Regions from separate parts of the Drosophila melanogaster genome. Here region 1 is linked to region 2. A link is a contact called in public Hi-C data. All regions are on one chromosome and are shown on one strand. Each heading gives the region's core, a stretch centred on a gene start, on an enhancer-like site or on the middle of the called end of the contact. The rest is flanking DNA. Distances are from core to core; before and after follow the strand shown. Region 1 holds the start of CG12795. Region 2 holds the start of Chd1 (Chromodomain-helicase-DNA-binding protein 1).

Evidence for each region. A called contact is a pair of places that touch in the nucleus more often than the background predicts.
Region 1: a contact with region 2 is called in a Hi-C map of the S2 cell line, with 3 times the contacts expected there. The contact joins the promoter of CG12795 here to the promoter of Chd1 in region 2. A contact is called at or near these places in 47 of 107 Hi-C or Micro-C datasets (the Clone 8 cell line, the D17-c3 cell line, the Kc167 cell line and 17 more) and 1 of 6 datasets of contacts at active chromatin or transcription factors (the Kc167 cell line).

What each region holds. Positions count from the first base shown.
Region 1 is chr2L:3,451,111-3,453,911 of dm6, forward strand. CG12795 reads left to right here and starts at 1,356. Exons shown (of 3, transcript NM_001103604.2): 1 at 1,356-1,561; 2 at 1,630-2,168; 3 at 2,319-2,645. The coding sequence starts at 1,507. The coding sequence ends at 2,486. Snx1 (Sorting nexin 1) reads left to right here. Exons shown (of 5, transcript NM_134933.2): 3 at 1-133; 4 at 191-343; 5 at 407-996. The coding sequence ends at 457. It overlaps Cog3 (Component of oligomeric golgi complex 3), which reads right to left. Exons shown (of 8, transcript NM_134935.3): 8 at 2,587-2,801.
Region 2 is chr2L:2,986,317-2,989,031 of dm6, forward strand. Chd1 (Chromodomain-helicase-DNA-binding protein 1) reads right to left here and starts at 1,407. Exons shown (of 7, transcript NM_001273046.1): 1 at 1,196-1,407. The coding sequence starts at 1,204. Bem46 reads left to right here and starts at 1,800. Exons shown (of 5, transcript NM_058024.4): 1 at 1,800-2,067; 2 at 2,121-2,362; 3 at 2,424-2,715. The coding sequence starts at 1,929.

The DNA of each region.
Region 1 (2,801 bases), core at 106-2,605, 460 kb after region 2:
TGAGCGCGTCAAGGCTTTCCAGAACTGGCAGTACGCACAAATGCAGTTGTCCAAGCGGCGTGAGAACCGTGGACGCTTCGAGCTAGCCAATAGGGCGGACAAGCTGGATCAGGCCCAGCAGGAAGTGGACGAGGTGAGTGGGGCAAGTAATTTACGATTTTCCCAATGAGTCATTTTTTGAATTTTGCAGTGGCAGGGAAAGGTTCAGCGCTGTCAGCAGCAGTTCGACGACATTTCGGCGGAAATTAAGCGTGAGATGGAGCGTTTCGAATTGACCAGAGTTAAAGACTTTAAAGTAAACATTATCAAGTATATAGAAGACCAAATGGCGCATCAGCAACAGGTAGATAGCCATATTCCCATACCGTGAACCCACTTATTGCTAACGATTCTCGTTGCTTTTCAGATCGTCAGCTATTGGGAGGCCTTTGCTCCGTTTGCCCGCGAAATCGTTTAACTTTTATTCCGATTATCGTTGCATTTCCAAAAACTTTTGCATAACCAACAGCTATGCGCGCTATTAACTAATTCTGCGGGACCAAATTCGATCTTAATCTTGCGATTTGGAGCTACAACTTCGCCTTAAGCACTTATCTTGCAATTTGCCGCCGAAGCTCGTATTTTTTGGGAAACTGCTTCCGATTCCTCTCAAGCATTTCGCGATGCATTCACAATGCCTCTATCTCTTTATTCGTACACAGTAATTATTATCAGAAAGCTGAAAGTTTGCTACAGACCCAGGGATCTGCGTATTCTCATTCAAAAATTGTATTCGGTATTATCTAAAACAAAGCCATGGATCTAGTTAGTTAGTTGAAAGTGAAGAAGACTCATTGGCAATTTCCAAATTGAAGTTTATACCATTATTATTGGGAAATGGGTTTCCCTGTTTACTGTTGGTATAATTATGTATTTATATATATATATTCCAATTAAACATTTTGTATCATGACAAACAGAGCATTTCAACAATAAATTTGTAAATATGTATAGATGTAAATATTTTGGTGTTGTTTTGTACATATTCGTAGATTGCCTGATTAATTATATGAATATTTCCACCTTTTTTGGAATATTTTCGAAAAGGAAAGAATTCTGCGATTCAATATCAAAGTAAATCTTCAGTGCAGTAATAAATAGGATGAAGCAACTGGCTTTAAAATCTTCAATATCATAAATTTAGATTTGTTGATATTTATAAATATGTAGATCAAGAAAAGAATATTCAAACTGTTTTTACGAAACTTAAAATTAATAATTTTAAATTAATTATATATTTTTTGCCAGCAATGGTGTTCTGGTATTTTTGTAACACTGCATTTTCGTAAGGGAGTATTCCTCATAACCTGCCCTACGGTCACACCGAACACAACAAAAAGAAATAAGTGTTTAGTCATTTACAATCTCATTTGTTTCTCGAAGTTTTCCCAATAACAACCATATATAGCATCCGAAGCAACGTGTCTGCTTAGTGTAGAGGAAAACAGTAACCGGAGAAGTACAATCATGGAATTTCCACACTTGGGACAGCACTGCAGTGAGGCAACGTGCAACAGATTGGGTAAGATCGAATGCCATACGCCAACCAGGAAGCAGAAGCTAATTGAATTAAGTTCCATCCACGTCCAGATTTTCTGCCCGTTAAGTGCGACTCGTGCGACAAGGTCTTCTGCGCCTCTCACTACAGCTACGACCGCCACAGCTGTCCAGGAGCCTACAAGAAGAACGTTCAGGTGCCCGTCTGCCCACTGTGTCGGGAGCCCGTGCCCACGCCACCCGGAGTGGAGCCCGATGTCACTGTTGGCCAGCACATTGACCAGCAGTGCAAATCGGAGAGCAAGAAGATCTACACCAATCGCTGCAATGCCAAGGGCTGCAAGCGAAAGGAGCTCATCCCGGTGACCTGCTCGCAGTGTCGCTTGAACTTTTGCCTGCGTCATCGACACACCAGCGACCACGACTGCAAGCCAGTGCCTGCATCTTCGACAACGTCCAGCCGTGGGGGATTTCAGTCCATATTCAAGACCTCCTCGGACTCACGATCCATGGCTGCCCAGGCGGCCGAGAGAAGGCAGAACAGAAGGCCCGCGAGCAATAGCATCAGCAATACCAATTCCAGACCTCGACCTGTGCAGGCCACACAAGTACAAAACATACAGGGCAATATGGTGAGTTGGCAAGCTGGTCTCAACTAATCATCTAGACCGTTTTAGACTTTATCAAACTTTATGACTCCATGATTGAAATACTGGTCATGAGTCATCTAGACCGTTTTAGACTTCATCAAAGTTTATGAATACATTATTGAAAACTTGCAGAGCGAAGACGAGGCCCTAGCACGAGCACTAGCCTTATCCATTATGGAGCAGGATGACGCGGCGGAAAGCAACCGTCAAGCTCCGGCACCAAGCAACGCCCAGCAAGTGGCTGTTGGCGGTGGTGGCAATCAGCAGGGAAATGGCAAGGACAAGTGCCTGCTGTCCTAGGTCCCAGGAGGCAGCGCAGCGAGCTCTCAACATATCCATCACTTGACCAGCAGCTAGAAATCTGCCCAATTATTAGATGTTAATGAAACTCCGTTATTGTAATTTGTTGGTAATTTACTTCGACTTCGTCACATTCTTCGTGGTTTAGCAAAAATAAATTAATGTTAAGTCTACATTTGGAAAGCGTAGATAGTTTTTAACACGGATCTTTAAAGGGAAATAAGGGAATCGACCCTATTGCGAACAGATCTTAATCAGATAAATATGATACAAGGCTTAGCTACATAAATAGATACACGATTATAGTTATACAGA
Region 2 (2,715 bases), core at 157-2,656:
ATGTTTAATATTCCCCTTATTCAGCTCCTTAGAAGTAAGGAATGGGTTACACAATCACTGAACTATAGGCAACGACTTAAAGTGACATTTTAAAACAAGAAGATGGCTCAATCCTGTCCAGAGTGAGGTCGCACTTTAGATTCCACAAAAGCCTGGTAAAACCACGGAAAACTTCGAAAACTTGGCTCTTGGGCCGTGCTGAACAGATTATAAAACAAAACGGCGTGAAGAAACTTTCATAAAACGCACTCTCATGGCTTACACAGGACTAATCCTCTCCAGAAATTTGTTTATGGCAGTTTTTGGCCAAAAAGGGTAAAACAAAATGTATTGCGTTTTGTAGTTCCAGGAAGCACACGACAGAAGCACATGACTACTTTGAAGAGAACGCGGTAATCACACGACACTTCTTCCTGGTGATTAGAAACCCGGATATCCTTAGAAACAAGCGGGAAATCGATGTTCTGGGCGGGATCTTTCCCTGAAAAAGGCACAAAACTGTGGAAATAGGAATGGCAAAGCGGAAAAAATTATTTTTAATCATTGTATCTGTCGAAAAGAGGAGGAATTTAAGGAAAATTATTGCTGGTAGCCTTTTGGCGGGCTCGAAAATCCCTGGAATTTGGTCAGAAGTACAAGAGAGGAAACTTTGCACCTAGCCATTTCTGATTACGTAATCGGTGAAAATTTTCCATTTTATCGAAAAAGGAAGGAAATCCATGGAAATTACAGGATTTTAACAGCCGCTATTGATAAAAACAAACAGAAATTCTTGAATTTGAGTAGAATTTGCGAAAATGGGTACCCAATGGATTTCCACAAAATCCACCTTGGCTGCCACGTTGAAGCCTTGGGAACTGTCAGGCACTGTCGGAAGGATGAAACACTCTCGGAATAGTGGAGAAATAAATCCTTTTATCCAAATGCTCCGCCAGCAGCCGCACGGCCAGTCATCAAAGTGTAGGTGTCTCGCGACGAGGGGACTTCTACAGACTTCGTTGCTGAGCAGCCACGCCCACAAAACTGAGCGATTGCCTTGTGTGTAGCATTTGATTTACGTTTTTACTCACACGACAGCCTGGATCAAACTGTTTTGACTTGTCTGGTTTCAAATGATATAAGAAATTCATAGTTTTTCCGATTTTTCCACACACACCGATGTTTGACAACCACAGCTTTTTCAAGGCCTACTCACCTGGCTCATTATATTGTCGTGGTAGCACACACAGTTGCCTTGTAGCGCTCATTAAATACAGGGGGCTCACTTGCATGCGGTCGCTGGCGAATGTTTATGTTTTTCCCGCTGCCCACTTGTTTTGAAATGCACTTTTTCGAAACAAAATGATCGTTTTTCACGTTTTACTCATGCGACGCAGCAGAAATCTTTCCACCATCTTGAATTAGTGGGACCGTGCGTGCTGCAGTAGAGATGGCACACCGCGCGACAGTGATGATGCGGGATATATCGCTTGCATAATAATATAAAACATGTACAACATTTATATAAATATAAAATAAAGTAAATAGAGTCATGAATTGAATTTATATTGATATTATATATTCCTTTTCATAGGCATAAAATTATTAAATGTAGCGTTTCAAGTTATCCAGAATATGTCAAAAAGAAATAAACTACTTAATTACTTGACTGATTTTATTTTATGAGTTGAATGTTGAGTTGAACGATATTTAATAATTTTAGTAGTAGTAGTTCATTATAGCCACATGATCACAACCTTATCGGGGTCGCTGATCGTCAGTAGTTACTGTACTGCGTTATCGATAACTTTTCGCACTGCACAGGTGTCTTGGAAATCAGCTGTGGGCGGTGTACAATTACAAATCGTTTGTGTTGCTGGCGCTGGAATTGATGCAATTTAATTAAATTAGAGCGTTGGACATGTAGCGCAGCTGGACCACAGGCGAACATGAAAGAAGTGGGCATCGCTCTGCCCAAGTCCCGCGGCGTGGGCGTGGGAGTACTCGCTGCCTTCCTGTTGTGCTTCATTTTCTACTATTTCTACGGCGGTTACATGACGTTGGCACTCTTCGCTGGGATCATCCTGCGTACGTATTCTGCTTCAGACCAGTCATTCGTCACTAAGTGCCTGCCCTTGCAGTGATATTCTACTATGCCCAGGACCTGCTTCTCTACCATCCGGACTTGCCAGCCAACTCCCGCATTTACATACCCATTCCGACAATGCACAACCTGCCGCACATTACGGTCAGCATCAAGACACCCGACGATGTCACTCTGCACGCCTTCTGGGTTACCCAACCGGAGGAGCGCTCCAAGTCGTCGCCCACGCTGCTCTACTTCCACGGCAACGCTGGCAACATGGGACACCGCATGCAAAACGTAAGGGGAGCGCCAATTCTGATAACGACATTACTTTACAATTCTCTGACACGCTTCTCAGGTGTGGGGCATCTACCACCATCTGCACTGCAATGTTCTGATGGTGGAATACCGCGGATATGGCCTATCCACCGGTGTACCCACCGAGCGGGGTCTGGTCACCGACGCCAGAGCGGCCATTGACTACCTGCACACCCGCCACGACCTGGACCACTCGCAACTGATACTTTTCGGACGCTCCCTGGGCGGAGCTGTGGTGGTCGACGTTGCAGCCGATACCGTATATGGACAGAAGCTAATGTGCGCTATTGTGGAGAACACTTTTAGCAGCATACCGGAAATGGCCGTGGAGC